Linked DNA regions of Triticum aestivum: region 2 is linked to region 1. The links are chromatin contacts, called in public Hi-C maps. All regions are on one chromosome and are shown on one strand. The core of a region is the stretch at or near the end of the contact, and the rest is flanking DNA. Distances in the headings are between cores, read along the strand shown. Region 1 holds the start of LOC123053913 (elicitor-responsive protein 3). Region 2 holds the start of LOC123053915 (probable galacturonosyltransferase-like 3).

What was found. A called contact is a pair of places that touch in the nucleus more often than the background predicts.
Region 2: a contact with region 1 is called in a Hi-C map of leaf, with 3 times the contacts expected there. The contact joins the promoter of LOC123053915 here to the promoter of LOC123053913 in region 1. A contact is called at or near these places in 2 of 5 Hi-C or Micro-C datasets (both in leaf).

What each region holds. Positions count from the first base shown.
Region 1 is chr2D:475,190,075-475,195,693 of IWGSC CS RefSeq v2.1, reverse strand. LOC123053913 (elicitor-responsive protein 3) reads left to right here and starts at 3,091. Exons shown (of 5, transcript XM_044477531.1): 1 at 3,091-3,398; 2 at 3,605-3,670; 3 at 4,251-4,377; 4 at 4,607-4,721; 5 at 5,172-5,462. The coding sequence starts at 3,332. The coding sequence ends at 5,231.
Region 2 is chr2D:475,329,630-475,335,248 of IWGSC CS RefSeq v2.1, reverse strand. It overlaps LOC123053915 (probable galacturonosyltransferase-like 3), which reads left to right and starts at 2,055. Exons shown (of 1, transcript XM_044477535.1): 1 at 2,055-3,702. The coding sequence starts at 2,195. The coding sequence ends at 3,220.

The DNA.
Region 1 (5,619 bases), core at 1,842-4,341:
TCACTGGGCAGGATCACCGCAAGATTGAACCTACCACAAAGCACCTCTCCCGCTGAAGATAAATCAATCTAATTTTGCCAAAGTAGACGGATAGATCCAAAAGAAATACAAAGCTATAAAATTATGTAGCAAAGAAACTTCAATAGATTCAAAATAATTCAATGAATAATCTGATCATAAACCCACAATTCATTGGATCCCAACAAACACACTGCATAAGATTACATCGGATGGATCTTAGATAAGATCATTGTATTGAAGATCAAGAGAGAGAGAGAGAGAGAGAGAGAGAGAGAGAGAGAGAACCATCTAGTTACTACTGTGGACTCGTAGGCCCTGAAGGAACTACTCACACATCATCATGGAGGCCGCAAGGTTGATGAAGATGGCCTCCCTAATGACCCCCCCCCCTCCGGCAGAGTACCGGAACAGGGTTCCGGACGAGATCTCTTTGGAACGGAGAATTGTGGCAGTGATAAAATTATTTCGGGTATTCCTTCGAGGGTTTCTAAATATTTGGAAATTTATAGGCTAAGAATTAGGGCAAGCTAAGCTACGAGGGGCCCACAAGTCAGGATGGTGCGCCCCTAGTTTGTTGGGTCCTCGTGGGCCTTCTCGTCCCGAAGCTTCCAGGGTCTCTTATTGTTGAGGAAGAATCGTCTAAAAGTTTCATCGTGTTTGGACTTCTGTAGGTATGGATTTCATGGAAAACAAAAAACAAGCAAAAAAAGGGGAAGTGGCACTGAGCACTAAATTAATAGGTTAGTCCAAAAAATATATATAATGGTATATAAATAATACAAAAGTGATAACATAATAGCATTTAACTATAAAAATTATAGATACATAGGAGACGTATCACAAGGCAAGACCGGTGGAGATCGCACCAGCCCAAAGGCCGATGAGGCATGGTGGCGGAGCCTCCTCTTCTTTCTTCTTGTCTTGGCCCTTCTTCTTTTATGGAGGTGAAGGTCATGGATTAGCAATGGAGATGGAGATGGAGATGAGATGGAGATGGAGATGGTGCTGGATATCGCGTATGGATGATGGACGACGGCTAGGGTTGAGGTGTATATAGGAGGCCTCCTTGGGTCTCCTCTATTGATGTAGCTTCTCCACTTTGATCCAGGGGCTCTAGATGAGCCAAATCAAATCCCAATACCTCCCATAGTGGCCAAGAAAGTCATGAGAACAAATTGAGATAAAATCCACGAAGAATCGTGTCTGATCTGGGCGATCTCAGAGCTTGTCGGGGGTGGTACGACCATGCCCGGTCGTATCAAGCGCTGTCTTTTGCTCTAGACACCTTTAGTAAAATGGTCGTCATTTCTTCATACGAACTGCGATTTTGACGTTCTTGGGCCCGTTGGATTCGTATGAATGACACCAATGCACCTGTGGTGTTGGATTTTTAATTTGATCACTTAAAAATGTCATAATTAGCACTCCAAAATGCCTGGGTTTGGTGCCTAGAAGTCTCCGGTATTGGTCCCAACCCTAGCCTTTTCATTGTGCTTGGTCCATGGTTGGTCCAAAACATCTAGACACAACAAACCAAAGATAACTAATAAAAACTACAAACTATGCAATGCTCACATCGAAAAGGGTAAAAACCAGAAATCATGCATAATGGACATGTACTTTGTTCAATGGGACATGATATATGGAGTAGTATGCAGCTAATGAGTTTAAAAAGGCATATAAAATAGAGCCATTGTTAATCTCGATGCAAGACTTACGAATTTTATGTTTTTCCATTCTTCCGTTTACGCATGCGTACCTATCCTACTTTCATGGTCTTTTGTAGGATTTGAATCAAAGAAGATAAGCGAGGCCCAACACAGTCTAGAGGATTCAAAATCTAGCCTATGTAGTCCGAATAAGTAGCACTGGTCTGAATTAAACAACACATGTTTCTTGTCTTGTCTCCTCCTACAAGAGCCCTAGACGGGAGCTGATGTCTATCGCTCATAGCGAGCGCTACGTCGCATCTCTCAAGCAAGATGGGTCTGGCCCAGCGAGCGAGTGCACACTTGTTTTTTGTTTTGTTTTCTCCCATTTCATTTTTTCGATCAGTTTAATTTATAATATGAAGAAAACTCCCAAATACATTTTTTTTGTAAATTACGGAAAATATTCATGGGTTTTCAAAAAAGTTTGTGAATGCAAAATATGTTCACGAATTCAAAAAATATTCATGAAAGTTTCAAAAGTATTATGAATTTTTAGAAAGTTCATGAATTTTAAAAAATGTTCACGAAAAATACAAGAAATGTCCATGAACATTTTTTGAAATCATGAATATTTTTTGTAAATCGGAAATAATTTTATGAAACCTCAGATAATTTTCAAAATCCCGAATTGTTTTAAAATCTGTGAACATTTCTTAAAATTGTGAACTATTTCTGAATTTTTGGACATTTATTTTTAAATGGGAACAATTTTTTAATTTTCATTTTTTTTGAGGAACAGTAATTTTTTAATTGCAAACAAAATGTGAAATTATAATCATTTTTTGTATTTTTAAGCATTTTTTTGGAAAACATGAACAAAATTTGAAAACATAATCATTTTTGAAAATTCCAAACATTTTTTGGAAAAGAAAATAATTAGGAAATTTTGAACAATTTTGGATATTTCTTGAAAATTTTGAATTAAAGAAGAAAAAAAAACCGGCAAACCAGTAAGAAAACAAATCGGGAAGGTTCCAGAAACCGCTTAGGAACCTTGTAAAACCGGCCCTGGCAGTTTTCTCGCTCGATTTATAATGGGCCGGCCGGTCCACGGTCCCTAGTGAGGAAACGCTACGCTAGGGATTGCAACGGGCGATATATAGCGTTCGTGGCCTCTAAAAAAATGCAGTTGTGGCCCCGGACGGCCACCGTCCATGGATGATGCAACTACACTGCACCTGCACGATCACACGAACGGTGACAGACTGGGCGCGTGAAGCCCGTCCTCTCGCTCCCTAATCATCCAATCGGCACGGCCGGCCTACGGGCAGACACGCGCGAAACCGGCGGAAGAAGCCACCGCCCCCTCCCACAATTGGCGCGCGGCGCAGTACTTGACCTGCCTTATACAAGTTGGCAAGCTGCCTATGCCCTACCACACACCGGGTCCATGTGATGCGACGTGGGGGAGGCGCGAGGAAGACGCGGCCGAGCCTTCCATTTTTCAACTCCTAGTCCTATACATACAGCGGCGCCCCGGGGCTCGGATCGGATCTACAGCGATTAGTCTCGACCTTCAGTCGTGCTGCCTGCTCATCAGCATATAATTCCTGATCGAGCGAGCGGGAGAGGAAGGCGAGATCAGGCCGGGAGAGAAGATGGCGCAGGGGACGCTGGAGGTGCTGCTCGTCGGAGCCAAGGCCCTCGAGAACACCGACTACCTCTGTAAGCTACCTTCGGCCTCTGACTCCCCCCATCGAGTTCTGCTCTGCTTTCCCGTCCCCCGCTCGAAGTAGCTCGGTGATGGCCTGTCGATCAGCCAGATCGGCGCAATATTCTCGAGTCGCTTGTGGTTTCGCTTTCTGCTGGTCTCTAATGGATGGGATCGATTCTCGCTGACGAGTTCCGTGGCTGCGAATTGTTTTCTGCAGGCAACATGGACCCGTACGCGGTTCTAAAATGCACCTCGCAGGAGCAGAAGAGCACCGTCGCCTCAGGTAAATCTCTTCGTTAGCTTACAAATTTCTTGTTGATACATACAGTACATAGGAAACCTTATATATACCTCTTCAATTTATCGATCAACGCTTTCCTTCACTAGTAGTGTTCTAAACGACATCTTAACGATAGTGAAATCTGGTCCTTGTGGTCCTTCACAAAGAAAAAAACGAGCACTGGTGCTGAATGAGCCCTAGCTTCCACGTGCTGCTAGAAGCTATCAGGCTTGACGCTTGAGTCTGTCATGCGTTTTGCCATGTCAGTAATGTCTGGACACTTGAACAGCAGGAAAATCTAGACGATCATAATAAGAACGCAGATCGATTTAGAATGGCAGCAACCAATGCGCTAAAAGCACGTTAAGTAGTTAACCCATCTTATTTTCCCACCCCGTTTGCGATAGGCCGAATCAACCGTGGCCCTTCCATGAGGAAAAGTGGAATTCATCAAGACATGTTAAAAGCAGCATCATGCATCTCAATGCTGCTGTGCATGTGTGCTATTGACTTCCTTATGAGATGTAACTTGACTTAAATTTTTTTTTGCGGGGTGTAACTTGACTTCACTCGATGCATGCAGGAAAGGGAAGTGATCCTGAGTGGAACGAAACCTTTGTGTTCACCGTCTCTGAGAATGCAACCGAGCTCGTCATCAAGCTTCTGGACAGTGATGGTGGCACGGACGACGACAGCGTTGGTGAAGCAACGTAAGTCGAAATGAGCTAGGAGTAGCAATTTTGGTCTTGTGTCAGAGTGTTCCTTTGAGTTAGTTGTGGGGCTGGCGGTCTTACATAAAACTGGCTCAAATGTTTGGTGAAATCTGTTTCTGAAACACTTGCAGTTTGCATTTCGATTGATGTCGCTGCATCGCGGGATGCAAAACTGAATGATCGCAGATTGCATCATCCACTACAGCTGAGTATTTGATTCTTGCAGGATCCCATTGGATGGAGTGTACACTGAAGGAAGCATCCCACCAACTGTTTACAATGTTGTCAAAGACGAAGAGTACCGTGGAGAAATCAAAATCGGTCTGACGTTCACTCCGGAGGTAGCTGTCTCACATTCATGTTCAGGGACTAAACCCGTTTCACTTTACCGTGTCCTCTGTTTCTCTGTGACTAACTAAATGTCTGCATTAGTAACTGTATATGCAAGCTTGTAGGGCCTTATTCGCTGTTAACACATATGATAAACTGATCACCACCACACAGTTAGCTGTAATTCTTCTACTCCCTCCATAGATACATCCGTTTGAGCGACAAGTAATATGGATCGGAGGAAGTACCATCTTTTAGCCCTTCAACTTCTATTCAACTTCTAGTTTGTGTAGACTCACCCAGTCTTCTTTTATGCTCCTTCAATGTTTTCCTTTTTTTTTGACATGTCAACGGTGGGCTTACACCGGCCTGAAATGCTTTCCATTTTTATGAAGATGAACAAGCTGGTCCTTCTGATCTCAATACTTACATTTCCGCGAAATGTTTTTCTCTGTTCACAGGAGGCTCGTGATCAGGATCAACCCGAGGAAAACTACGGTGGGTGGAACCAATCATCTTAAGAAGAAGCAGGTGCTTTGCTGAACTATGGTGCGTGACAAGTCGTGTGCTAGAACTAAAGCTTATTTTAATTGTTAAAGACTGTATTTGTCGTTGATTCCGTCAATTATGTATAAGCTACAAATCTCCTTATTGATTGGTATCATTTTCTAATCTTCAAATTTGTAATAATAGTGTTCCCCACTTGTATGAAGTATGAGCCCTTTTTAATGTCACTAAACTGAGTTGCAATAGCGATGGCCCCATTTCTTATGTAATACTCACTCAATCCCAAAATAAGTGTCTCAACATTAGTACAACTTTGTACTAAAGTTGAGGCTCTTATTTCTGAACCGAGGGAGTACTAGAGAACTGGTGATGGTTGTGTGCATCAGTTGATACAAAGGCCGG
Region 2 (5,619 bases), core at 806-3,305, 140 kb before region 1:
TCAAGATAAACCGCAAATCGGTTGCTGATCTGGACTAGGTGGGGGCACTGTCCAGGGCCTAGATATTGGCATTGGCTTTTTTACTAACGCCCTGAATATCTCTTTGTTCCAAGTGGTTCAGAAGCCCTATCTCTCACTCGTTGTAGCGTTGTAATGTGCTGCAGTCCCGTCTTGTCTCCGTTCTCATACCCCGTTTGAAAGTTGAAACAGAGGAAGATAATAGGAATTTTGGAGAATCGAATTCCTACAGAAAAATATTCCGACGGTGCCGTTTGAAACAAAGGAATGGCTCACCAAGGTTCCTATGGAACAGGGCAATGCAAAGGAATTTTGGAGGAAAAAACCTCATGTTTTCTCTCATGTGTCTAGGATTCCTGCGTTTTTCTTATATGGTGCCCAAATAGCAAGTCATGGAATGGCTCACCATGTGTCTAGGACTCTTGTGTCTTGGATTCCTGTAAGAATTTAGGTTACATGATATCTCATTTCTTGCAGGTTTTCTATTCCCACGTTTTTGATTCCTACGTTCCAAATGGTGTGTTTATGTGGTGTCAGTCCAAGTGAGAACCGTAGAGGGAGACGCGAGAAAGTGAGGGGTCAACTCTCAACGATAGTGAAGTCAACGAGAGAAGGAAAACCCTAACAAAAGGGAAAAGTTGCTACAATTTTTGGAACACCTTTTTTTACCCTTGGAACAGCTTTTTTAAAGTCGAGTATCCCTCTTTATTCAAGAAACTTCCTCTGTTTCAAAATAAGTGGCGTGGTTTGAACTAAAACCACGACAAAGGCCTAAAGTCGGTCTCATTTGCCACACACGGCGTCTGAAATCCTTGATGAATAGCCTTGATCACTCCTTCAGCCACAAGCAATTTTTGCCTTGCTGCCATTATATCATATGCTAGTGCTAGTGCTTCTCGGCATATGCCATTGTTTCAAGGATTTCTGGGTCCATAAGACCAACAAAGGTGATACTCGAAGAGCCCACAAAAATGCCTTCTCTATTTCTGGCGACCAACCCCACTTAGCCTTTGTTGTCGTTCTTTCCGACTATTGCGTAGACATTTAAAATTTCCGAACTGTTGGACTTGCCCTTGGGGCAAAAAGAATCTCCCACGTGTGATACAACTTTGACGAGACAAAATGGCTAACATGCCACCCAACCCCGCCACCATCTTTGTGTGGTGGCGGCGAGGCGAGGGGAGGGGAGGAAGGAGCGAGGTGGTGACAACATATTGGCGTGAAGTCGTAGCTGCAGTTTGCTGGGCATGACAAGTGTCAACTATGACACATGATGGGTGGCGTAAAGGTACAATGTTTCTCTGATACTTTGTGGTGGATGAAGTCAGAGTTGTCGATGGGCGGCAATGTTTAGGATGTGTTGGTTTGGGCTATCTGGGTTTGATATGACATTGTTTTTTTACATGCCGGTGGTGCTAAGATGTGGAGCAAGAATCGGTGAGTCGAGGGTGCTTGATGATGATGGCGATGACGCTGATGAGCAAAATTGAGGGCTGGAGCTTGCACTTTGTGTCGAGTTTGGCTTGTTCGGGTCTGTGCAGAGTCTGGCTTGTTGTGGCCAAGGTTGTAAGGTTTGCACCTGGTTTTTGCTAATTAATTGGACAACTCTCTTGTGCTTTAACGGAAAGGAGTGAGAGCACGGTTGAAAAAAAAACTCTCATGTGCTCAATTAACCTAAAAAAGGGGAAAAAAAGCCTTGTAGGGGTCTTGTGCGAGCCTTACTAAGCTTCGGGCTGAACCAAATCAGCTGGGGCTTTGGGCCTAACCGGCTAACGGCTACCACGAAAAAAGAGCGCACGCAAAGATCACGCAACCGAAGCAGCCTGCTACGCCTACGGGCTGGCTACGGCCGTCTCGTCTGCCTCCCCCTCCTTCCCCGTCGAGATCGTAACCACCAGAGCCTAACGTCCGGAAAAACTCAAAAAATCCCAACGAGAAGCCCCGGAAAACCCACGCGGAAACCTCACACGTCGCCCTCTTTCCAGCCTGTACCCTCCCCTCCGCCGTCTCCGCCTCTTAACTCTGCATCACCCCCCATCTCCCCCCTACCCGTGCCGACGGTGCCGTGCCCATCCAAATTCCATTCCCCCCTCCCCGATTCTTTATCCTCCCCCCCTCTCTCGGATGGGAGGGGAATAATAAAGCGGCGCACACTCCCGTCCGTCCCCGCCCCGCAATGCGCCTCCTCGCCGCGCTCCTGCTCTTCGCCGCCGCCGCCGCGGTTGCGGCGGCGGCGGAGCTGCCCGAGTTCAGGGAGGCGCCGGCGTTCCGCAACGGCGCGGGGTGCGCGGGGGCCCCCACGATCCACATCGCGATGACCCTCGACGGCACCTACCTGCGCGGGTCCCTCGCGGGCGTCCTCTCCGTGCTCCGCCACGCCGCGTGCCCGGAGTCCATCGCCTTCCACTTCGTCGCCTCCTCGGCGTCCCCCGCGCGTCGCCTCGCCAGGCTCCGCGCCGCGCTCGCCGCCGCCTTCCCCACGCTCCCCGCCACCGTCCACCGCTTCGACGCCCGCCTCGTCCGCGGCAAGATCTCCTCCTCCGTGCGCCGCGCCCTCGACCAGCCCCTCAACTACGCCCGCATCTACCTCGCCGACATCCTCCCCCGCTCCGTCCCCCGCGTCCTCTACCTCGACTCGGACCTCCTCGTCGTCGACGACGTCGCGCGCCTCTGGGCCACCGACCTCGGCCCCCACGCCGCCCTCGCCGCGCCCGAGTACTGCAACGCCAACTTCACCCTCTACTTCACCGACGCCTTCTGGCGCCACCCAGCCTACTCCTCCGTCTTCGCCAACCGCACGCGCGCGCCCTGCTACTTCAACACCGGGGTCATGGTCATCGACCTCGACCGGTGGCGGGCCGGCGGGTACACGGCCAAGCTCGAGTACTGGATGGACGTGCAGAAGCAGGAGGCCAGGATATACGAGCTGGGCTCACTCCCGCCGTTCCTCCTCGTGTTCGCCGGCGACGTGAAGGCCGTGCAGCACAGGTGGAACCAGCACGGCCTCGGCGGGGACAACGTGGCGGGGCAGTGCCGGGAGCTGCACCCGGGGCCGGTGAGCCTGCTGCACTGGAGCGGCAAGGGGAAGCCGTGGCTGCGGCTCGACGCGGGCCGCCCCTGCCCGCTGGACGCGCTCTGGGCGCCCTACGACCTGCTCCGCCGCCGCGGCGCCCGTGACGACCTCCTCGCCGCCGTGGCTTGACAATGCGCGGCCCACGTCGCTGGAGTGACAAGTCAATCGTCCGAGTCCGGATCACTGCCCATGACCCGGCTCGGTTGCGGCGTCGCCGTCGTTGGGGTCGGGGTCGGTGTCGGTGACTCGGTGTAGGGGCAGTGGCGGACGGACACGCCGTACCTGGTGGCCTCACAGGGTGGGATGGGCCCGGCGCGGGCCCAGGTGGACAATTTTATGTCGCTGGTTGGAGTGGCCCTTTCGGCACTGACATATAGGCCCGCATGGTGGTGACGGATGTGTCGAGGTTTTGCTGAGACGAGATGAGATCTCGCCAGATGCAGGGACGGGTTGTGTACAGCTGTTGTTTTTTTGCCTGTTGGGGGAATATCTTATTTGATTCCATTCGTTTTCTGTTAGGATCGAAATCTGTAACAGATGTACTCTATCTATAGTAATACGTGCTACTATAACACCGCCAAAAAATAATCGAGGGGGTATTTTTGTGTGCATGTTTTCGGTGGTGTATGTCACGTGCTAAGGGGTGGGAACCTAGATTGTGTCAAGTGCATTTCTTAATTCGCTGAGAGCAGATAACCGGGCGTCGTTTTGTGGCGCAAATCTCAAGCCCGTGGCTCCAGATTTCAGGAATCTGATCCGGCGTTTCCCTTTCCACTTTGGTTTAAAGCGTTGATGGGCCCTGAACGGTTAGGTTAGTGTGTGGTTTGTTGCGATGTGAGTGGTCGGTGGCCAAGTGCTCGGGCGGAACTTTTTTGGTAAAGGCGGGGAAAATCATTTGGCCCCTTCATCTCGTGCCCGGGAGGCCAAAGGACCTGTCAAAAAAGAGAGGCTTAAGAAAGGGCTCGGTCGGTTTCTTCCTTTCCTCCCGTGTTACTGTCTCCGGTTGGTGTAAGGATGATCACTCGCTTGCTGCAGCTAGAGTGTTGTGAATGATGTTGTCGTCGGTCGTTGGCTTTGTGCAGCCAGGCTTACTGCAGATCCGAGGAGTACAGCCACACCACTTGCAGCGTAAACTCGTTGCTTGTTTTGAAGGATACCGATCCTTGGGAGTAGTGGTTTTGAGCACGTGTTACGGTGGGCTTTGGTTAAACACAGAAGAAACCCCTGTGTGTGGTTCACCCGTCGTTGGTTGCCACTGCAAAGAGCTCAAGAACGTAGCGGTGAGCTCCACCGCTTGCAGTGCTCGGTAGTCGGTTCCAGCAGGTAGCAATAAAGAGGTAGGAGTACGTACTCCAACTAAGCTCTTTCGTCTTCATGCTCTTAGTGGTCGCCATTTCTAGGCAGTCTCAAAAGAGAAAACCACTGCTCCTCCTACAGAACTCATCTCATCGATCGTTCACGCGGTCGCGGGGTCTGATCTAGAGAACTGCAAGAAAATGCTCCACCGACAGTCGCCGAGTTTTACCAAAGAGGAAGGCAAGGCAATGGACAAGTCCCGACTCCCGACACACCGCGACGCGCCCACGCCACGCCGGGGCCGGCACGCGCTCCATGAGACCAGCGGCCCACTCTGGCTGTCTAGCTAGTAGTACAAGTACTATTGGCCTGAAAGTGAACGCCGGTTTGGGACCCAAACTGTGAGGAAATGGAGATGAAACAACGGCGCACATAACCAACCCCGATGCCTGGCTGCAGGCGAGCATTGCTTGTATTTTTCATCTTGGAGTTTTTGCGCGTGTCTGTTGTATAAGGCGTGAATTTGTAGCCGCGGCAAGACTAGTTAAGAAATATCTGTCGAAGCATTTGTTTACAACTTTATTTCGCGTGCTACATGATGATCATCAATCAGAGCCGGCGATCATCCGTCTTCGTTGTGGCGCAGGGAAAAGAGGAGGAGACTGCGTCACGCACGGGCGTGTTGATTGACGCAAGTGCGGGGAGCCGATGGCATGTGTCGGCCCCGGGCTGGTCGGCGTGCCGTATTATAACGCTATCAATAGGGAGGAGTGCCCATGGTTATGCCCTGAGATTAACTGATATTTGGTGAATCTCGGTAACAAATTCTGATGTCGTGCCTCGCGTGATTGTTGCCAGGTTTTCCAAAAAAAAAAGGTTTTCGTCCCATAGCATTTGTTTTAACGGCGGGCGAATGCAGTGGATTTCCTGGCAGTGCTTGAACTCGCTCTACCTCTTTCACTCCCGTGAACACTGGAACTGTTGTATTTTCGTTCATTTGCAATGGAAAGGGGTTTAGCCTGGTTAAAAAAAATTCTAACAGGTGGTAACAGAACAAGTTTTTTGAGGACGCGCTTGTTGGTCTAGAGGAAGGATCGAGTCCGAAATGACATTGTCATTGGCTGCACTGTTCTCGACGAGATAAAAAAATAGCAGAAAATGCTATACACACATATTGATGGATCTACGAGAGGTGTGTCTCCGCGTCGCAGCAGTAGGCGAGACATGTCACG